Regions from separate parts of the Anser cygnoides genome. Here region 2 is linked to region 1. Evidence: chromatin contacts called from public Hi-C data. All regions are on one chromosome and are shown on one strand. Each heading gives the region's core, a stretch centred on a gene start, on an enhancer-like site or on the middle of the called end of the contact. The rest is flanking DNA. Distances are from core to core; before and after follow the strand shown.

Region 1 (3,734 bases), core at 816-3,315:
GGTTGACAATGCTGAATAGTTGGAGGGAGAAGAAATTTGCAGTCATCCCAGAGAGACATGCTGGTGTGGCTGAACATCTGAAAGCAAGATCAGCCGTACCTCACCAGCAAGGTTTCCCCACCTGAATCACAAGGAAATTGCACCTCCATGACCGTCACTTATCCTGCCCATACAAGAAGCTTGTGCGTGTCCCTGACACTCAACAAGCTGTTGGTGAAATGCTACCTGGTAAGTTCAAAACAAACCCAACCCAAGAGTCATAGCCAGACCTTGCTTCCCAACTTCAGCTTTCCATGATGATTTTCTGCCTGAATACATGTAAAAGGAAGCAAGTGGGAATTCAAATTCTGTGACAACTCATTATAGTTTTTTCTGCTTCAGTAACCTTATTGATTACAAAAAGGACCGATTGAACGTATGCTTCATATTTTTTTTTCCAAACACTTCCAATAAATCCCCTTTATGTTCTGCAAAAATAAATAAATAAGTAAAGTATGTCTTCCTGACAGCTGGCTGCAGAGTAAACTTAGAGCACCTGCTTTCTTCTCTTTTGTTCATTTTTTACTGCTAAGTGAATAACACTTAACACTAAATAAAGAAGGAGGGTGACCATGGCTACTGAAAAAGATTCAAAGGCAGTCTGTGCATTGCTTGTAAAGAACTGATTGCAAACACATAGTGTATGGCAGATAACAATATTCCTGCACAATAATCTAGCAGTAATTCACATTGTGGTTTAAGTGCCAGATTCTCATGAAAGCCACTGAATAATCTAAGGCAACTCTACTCTGTCAGGTGCCACACGTTTCTTTGGCAAATTTAACTGATAACGCGTTTAAAGGTGCTGGTAGGACAGGCAGCGTCCTTGAAAGCTGGCAGAGGGGGACACTAGCAACTTTACCTTATTTTGGCCTCATCTGTAGGAGGGTTTAAGGGAGGAAAAAAAAAAAAAAAAAAAAAAAAGCAACCTTCTTGAGGTCTTGATTATTTTATTTGTAAATAACCATCTGCTTCTTTCTGATCAAGAGCCAGCATAGTAAGGTATGACCCCAGGGAAAGCTGTGATTGATACTCCGCCACCTCTGTTAGCGGGGGTGCCGCACAAAAGATAGCGTTAGGCTCACCAGCGGCCCATGATGAAAAAGAATACACTTTCTTTAAAAATGTAAATGATCTGATGTTGTAAAGGGATGCAGGTGGCAGAGGGGAAGAGACCAGCCATCAAACACCTCGTGTCTGCTGTACCTACCTCTGCCACCCCCTTGTCAGCTCGGCTGCTGATCGCGGCTCAGCCTGCGCAGCCGGGCACAGCACCGCATCGCCCCGCCAGCCGCCCAGCCTCCGGTCTTTACTGCCGGATCACCGCTGGCTCAGAGCGTGACCTTGGGCAAGTCCCCCAAGCTCTCTGTGCGTCACTTTATCTACTGGTGAACTAGATATAATACCTTTACCGGGGATTATGGCAATTAATTGCTGTTTGTAAAGCACGCTGAGATCCGCGATGCTACAGAAATGAATATTCTGGCGAGGAATTTGATCGATAGGAGGATACCAGGGAGAGCAGCTATTAAGTTCCAGTGCTGCCTTCCTTGTTTCTAAGGACTTTGGGGACCTGTCCTGGGAAGCAGGAATGCTTAAGAGATCAAGAGCTTTTCTACAGAACAAAATGGTTTGGGTTGCTGTTGTTCTGTCACTTGTGGCAGTCTGTGCGAATGCCAAGTTTACAAAAAAAAAAAAAAAAAAAAAAAACCAGCTGCTGAGAAGTGTTTCTGGCTATTCAATATTGAAAAAAAATCGGCTGCTAAGAATTATTTCTGGCTATTCAGTGTTTGCATCCTTTGCTGCAAACCAGTATTCACACCGGAGAAGTGCTAGTTGTTACCAGGGAGAAACTGGTGGGGAAACTGTTCAATGAATTTAAGAAAAAAGGGGGGGAGAAATATAGGTTATAAAACCCTCCGGTGTCTGGTGGATTTTTTCACTTAGGTATTTCAGCCTAATGTGCTTTTAGTGGAAAGGTTCCAAAATGTACAACCAGGAAAAAAAAAAGGTGGTGGCGGGGGGGGGAAATTCCCAAGCAAAATAACTAGAGGTAAATTCAGTGTTTTTCCACTCCAGTGACCACAACCTTTGCTTTTATTCTGGTGCAAACAGCTGCAGGTGCCTCAAGTCAGCCAGTTCTATCTATCTGCAATGTCATCCATGTTTACTTGCAGCACTGGACTTTCGATTCTGTCAGGATGCCAATCCAACGGGCCGCCAGGCACTGCAGCTGACAGTCAAATCTGTAATGCTGAATCCTTCTTCTGGAAAAAAGGGCTAAAGAGGTTAATACACTCAAGTAAGGATAAACACACCAGCTGTTATAGTTTCTAATATTTAATGTCATTATCAAATAAAATAACTCCTTAGAAATAAAAAATATGCAGTCTCCAAATCACTCATCTTTGTTAGTATTAATAAATTATCCGAAAAGCCTACACTATAAAATAATAATAGAGAGCCTACAATTAAAGTCGTATTTGCTCTTCTACTTTGCTGATGTTGTTCTGCGCTGCCACCATTACATTTTGGTGTTTCATCAATACTGGTATCACACGCTGCACAGTATCTATAGGATAATCACGGATGGATTATTGGAATGCAGACAAATGCAATTTAACTTTTTTTTTTCTTTAAGGGTGCTTGTTGAAATCTTTCATCTATCTGATTTACTGAACTTAATTATTCAAAGATTTCAAAACTCTTGGTCTTTTTCTTTTAGAAAAATCTGCATAGATCTGAAGAATAATGAGTCCTGCAACAATAGGAGCGCTTTTGTGTGTGTTTGTGTGTGAAATCTCAAAGGACGCCCTCCAGAACTCATTACTGGGGCTAAACACTTTTTAGAGAGTCAGGAAGTGACTATATGTTTTCCTCTCATCATTATAGCTACAGCTTCTACTGCTGGTAGTCAGCGCGGATTAAATAGAGGATAACTTGAACACATTCAGGAAGGGTGAGAAATACACACAAACACACAATGGAAGAGGCTTTGCAGCCTGTGAAACAGCCTGAAATGAGCTCAGCTGCCAGTTTATGATCTATGTTATAGCAAGACACATTCACTGTGTTATACTTAAAGGTCTATGACCAACTCCATAAAAATCCCTGAATTCTAGGATTTATCAGTCAGCCATTCCAAACTGCATCAGACTAAATCTTGTCAATCCGGTTACACTTCCTCTTTGCTTTTACAAGATTTGATTGAAATCTGTTTCTCCAGTTATTGCCTAGTGATGGGCAAAGGCACAGGGCTCCTTGGGACTTTTGGGTAGGACTTTGGCACTGCTGGTGCTCAACGAGGCAGCACTGTGCTCACCAAATACATCTTAAACATGACCAGTGGTGTTCTGCTGGCCCTCTCCACAGGTGCATTTATTTTCTGCACTATACTTTTAATAATGTATGAATTATTGTAAGAAATAATAGGGTTTGTGTGTTTGTTTGTTTGTTTGTTTCCCTCTCAGTATAAGGTAGAGTGGGCTAAATCACAGGAATTCCTTTCTGTGAAAAAATGGTCATTTTGAAATTATCCCTCCCCATTCTCCCCTCAAATTGAGGAAAAAAAATTACTTTTTTTATTTTATTTTATTTATTTATTTTTTTTTCTCCCTGGGAAGAACTCTGCAGAAAATATAACTAAAATCAAAATCCCTTTCAGGGGAAGCAAACTGGAATGTCTTGGGGCTTGC
Region 2 (3,734 bases), core at 828-3,327, 140 kb after region 1:
AGGAGAGCATGTGGACGTGCGAGGGGAGGGGAAGGGCTGGGTAAACGTGCGAGGGGCCAGGACACCGGGACACCAGCGCAGTATTGCACACACGCTGCCCTTGAGAGAGCAGGAGCAGCTCTGGGCAGGGTTAGCCTGGAAAACAGTGGCAGATCGGTGCCTGCAGCTGCAAACTGTGGAAGTCCCTGCTCTGCAGAGGGCCTCGGGGATAGGTAGGTGAGTGGGATAGGTGAGAATGAGCTGCCTCTAGCTCTTCATTTACTGGGGGGTCACTGGCTCAGTGGGATGCACATGGGGAAAGACACCAGTGTCCCAGTGTCACCAGCCTCCCCACGAGCCACAGGAAAATGGCCTCAGAACTAGCTAGGTGCCTTGCTGCGTTACTTCTGGCTTGGCCCCAGTGTTGGTGCCTTAGGGGAAGGAAAAGGCTGGGAAGGGACTACCACTCTGTAGGATTTCTCCATGACAGGCTGTGAGTATGGGAATACACGTCTAGGTGCCAGCTCGCCCCAAAAGCCCACAGGCTTAAATCTTCATCGTGTGAGTAAGGGACTCGGGGCCATGTATAGGTGATGTACGTAGACTTTCTCAAGCATCTCCTCCCAGAAGGTTGTGCAGTGGCCCCAAAGCTCTTCTTTTACATTGGATCTCATTCCCATTGTCAGCTGAGGTCAGGTTCTCACCCCAACTTTAGAGTGCATGTGCACATCTAGTTTGTTCTTTGCATAAGGTCTTCTAGCAGAAATATTTCCCCTGAATCACCTTCTGCCTTTGCTGCACCCGTGCTGGTCCAGACCACTGCACACACACTGCAAAGCCATCTGACCTGGAGCTGCACATGGTGAGACTGCTCCCCCAGTACGGACTCGCTAGTCATCCCAGAGAGGTTCTCCACCACTTGCCATAATGGATGCTCTTTATGTCTTTTCCTGGGGTTAGGAGGCTCCCTGCGGAGCCCCCCTCTCCTGCCACTGCCCAGACCATCCACCTAGAAGAGCTCGAAGAGCGATCTGGCCTCCTCCTCTCCCCCCCCCCCAAGCCTGTTTACCTCCCCTCCCCATGACCTTGCGCTCTGCAACGTGAGCAGCCTTCACCAGCTGAAGACCTCTGATCCCAAGTCCACGAGAGATTTTGGCTTTCCTATTTGGCATTGCGACTTGTTGCCCACCAGGTCAACATGAATAAAGATTTTTTTAAATCCATGAAGTCCTGCAATTGCAAAAAAAAAAAAAAAAAAAAAAAAAAAAGCCACCTCTTGGTAATTTTACTTCTGCTGGCAGCCTGACATCTTGAGTTGTCTGTGCTGCACTTATTTATTTCTGCTCATAATTAGGATCAAAAAAATCCAAACAAACATTCACCAAGAATTCTACTTTATATAAAATTTGAAAGTAAAATCAATCCTGACCCAATCTTATCATTTTTAAAGTATGTTTATCCAGCTTTGTAGTAGGAACAAGCAGACTGTTTGAAGGCCACATAGTTTTCAAACCTTGGTTGCAACACGTTACCCCATTTTGAAACCATCTTTATCTAGCCGAGAAAACTAAAATCTGTTTGACAAAGTAGCACTCCAGCCAGTTTATCTTGCAATATGGCTTTAGCTCACAGAGCCTATTGATTTCCTTAAATTAATGTTTACAGAATGCTACTGAATTTCACTCAACGGGACATTGTTCTTTTGAAGCTTTGTAAAATATGATACAGAGTGTTATTGCCGTTTGTTCCTTTGCTAAGACTGATGAAACATTTATTTTTTTAAAGTGCAGCCTTGAACTATAGCTGTTTCCTACAAGTGTGTTTACTCTTGGAACATTAGTAATACAACACACTATCAGACTCCAGCACAATACCACAGGCAAAGTCTGTAGGTACGCTCTGGCCAGCCTAATCGTATAAATGGAGCTGAAGTTTAACGCAGATTAGACATCGTATGAGAAAAGGTTTCGAGCTTAGCCCAGCTGTCCCTGTCTGAAGGATCTTCAGCTTTGTGCGCTACAGCCAAGCAGTTGTCTGACGCTGTTACAATATTAGAACGGTTGCGTTGGTCTTGGTACTTCTAAACATGGGACCCCGTACTGAAAACCGGCGTCTGATCCTCTCCCTCTGCCCCCAGCCAAGCGAATAGTTTTAAGGGTGCCTTGTGCGTTGTTCGGAGGCTCTCAATCCCGTCCCCGAGGAGGGCTCGCAAATCTGCTCCAAGAAGTGCTTGCATTATTTCCAACAACCACCCAAATTTTGGTAGTTTACTACAGTGAGGTTGCTGTTACCTATTGCTGAAATTTTAAAAGAAATCACAACCAGTAATGATTTGACAGTTTTGTTAGTGCTTTCCGCAGCTCTGCTGCCATTAGACCCATCAGTACAAAAAAATCCTCACTGTTTGCTTATGAGAACCAACATGCAAACCTAAACTTCTGCTGGGTATGTTATCCACAGGCACCACAGGAAACAGGCTGATCTGAGTACAAATGGGAAAAAAATGCATGCCCCCCACCCCGAACAAGCAGAGGTGGACCGGCCTCGGGGGATGTAAACTCTCCCTTGAAACCAATGGAGCAGTGAAAATTTACATCGCTGAGGAGCTGCCCCTTGGTAGCCTCCCACATGTGTTCAAGGAGAGGGACTTAAACTCCACATTTACTGCATGCAATATTAATGCATCAGCTGGCAAGAGAGAAAAACATGAAGTCATTTGGGCACCTAAGACACAGGCTTCTTGCTTTACAACTGTGTCTAGGGGCAGATGGCTTTTCTCTCTAGCATGGAGGTGCCATGTAACCAAGCCCCGACCTCCCCAGAAGGGGAAAGGAAAGCCAACTCTGACTTCTTCCCTTCTTATCTAGTAATCTCTGGGTGGCCTTACTGCAGCATCTGAGTTTATCCGTTTAAGTCCACTCTGTCTGCAGTACAAGTCCCCAGCTTGTGCTACCGCTGTCAGGAGATACGTCTCTCCTTGATCAATATTTACTTAACAAACAGCAGGGATAGGAGAGTTTGTTTAGAGGAATCATGTGTGCGCAAGGGTGAATGAATGCTCGGTAAAGTACTTCACCTGTTTGTCTCCTTTCCTGGGGTATCTTTTCTGCTTCAAGCCTCATGCTGGGATTGCTACCATTGCCCCTGTGAACATGCTAGAAGCTCGTCTGCTTTAGGACAGAGTTTAGCAATCAGCTGCAGAAAGTGACGTGTGAGTGAATGGTTTATCCCCTGCTCTAGGAAACTTGGCGGGAGAAGTTTAGGAACTTTATAAAATTTCTTCTATGGTTAAAAAATACTTGACACTCAAATAAAAATGAATTAAACTTCCGAGGCTTGTGCACTTGCAGAAGAAAAGGTTTCAAAGACGTTTTAAGCATCTTGTTGGCACAAAGTATTTCAAAACTGCCACTGCCAAAAACCTGAAGTGTTTTAAAGAAAAAAAATTCACGCAGATAAAATTGCAAGGAACGAAGTATGCTTAATGTTTTTGAAGAATAACTTTAGAAAGGTCTGCGTATTCATTTATCCAACTAAAACAGTTGTTTCTGATGCCTGAAGTCATTGCATGCAATTAGCTTTGAGGCATCTGAGTCTAGCTTGGGGGGGGGGGTATTTTATTTTGTGAATCAGAGTTGTAAAAGCCATCTGAAATATTCATGCAGAATTGTCTGAGAAGCAGTTTCTGTTTTATTTACTGCACAGTAGAACAGCCACAGTGGATTAGCTCTACAATACCCGTAACAAAAGCACAA

Evidence for each region. Hi-C and Micro-C count contacts between places; a contact is called where the count stands out from the background.
Region 2: a Hi-C map of liver shows a contact between it and region 1, with 8 times the contacts expected there. The contact joins two enhancer-like sites. A contact is called at or near these places in 2 of 7 Hi-C or Micro-C datasets (both in liver).

The regions. Positions count from the first base shown.
Region 1 is chr3:20,178,311-20,182,044 of Taihu_goose_T2T_genome, forward strand. No RefSeq gene overlaps it. Among named protein-coding and RNA genes, the nearest start is that of PROX1, 110 kb to the right of the region's middle. Within about 2 kb of position 2,066, at least 2 of the 3 cell types and tissues checked have open chromatin away from gene starts, as enhancers often do. A contact at or near this core is called in liver, where this site is marked.
Region 2 is chr3:20,322,389-20,326,122 of Taihu_goose_T2T_genome, forward strand. All of the region lies in intron 4 of PROX1 (prospero homeobox 1), which reads left to right. Among named protein-coding and RNA genes, the nearest start is that of PROX1, 36 kb to the left of the region's middle. Within about 2 kb of position 2,078, at least 2 of the 3 cell types and tissues checked have open chromatin away from gene starts, as enhancers often do. A contact at or near this core is called in liver, where this site is marked.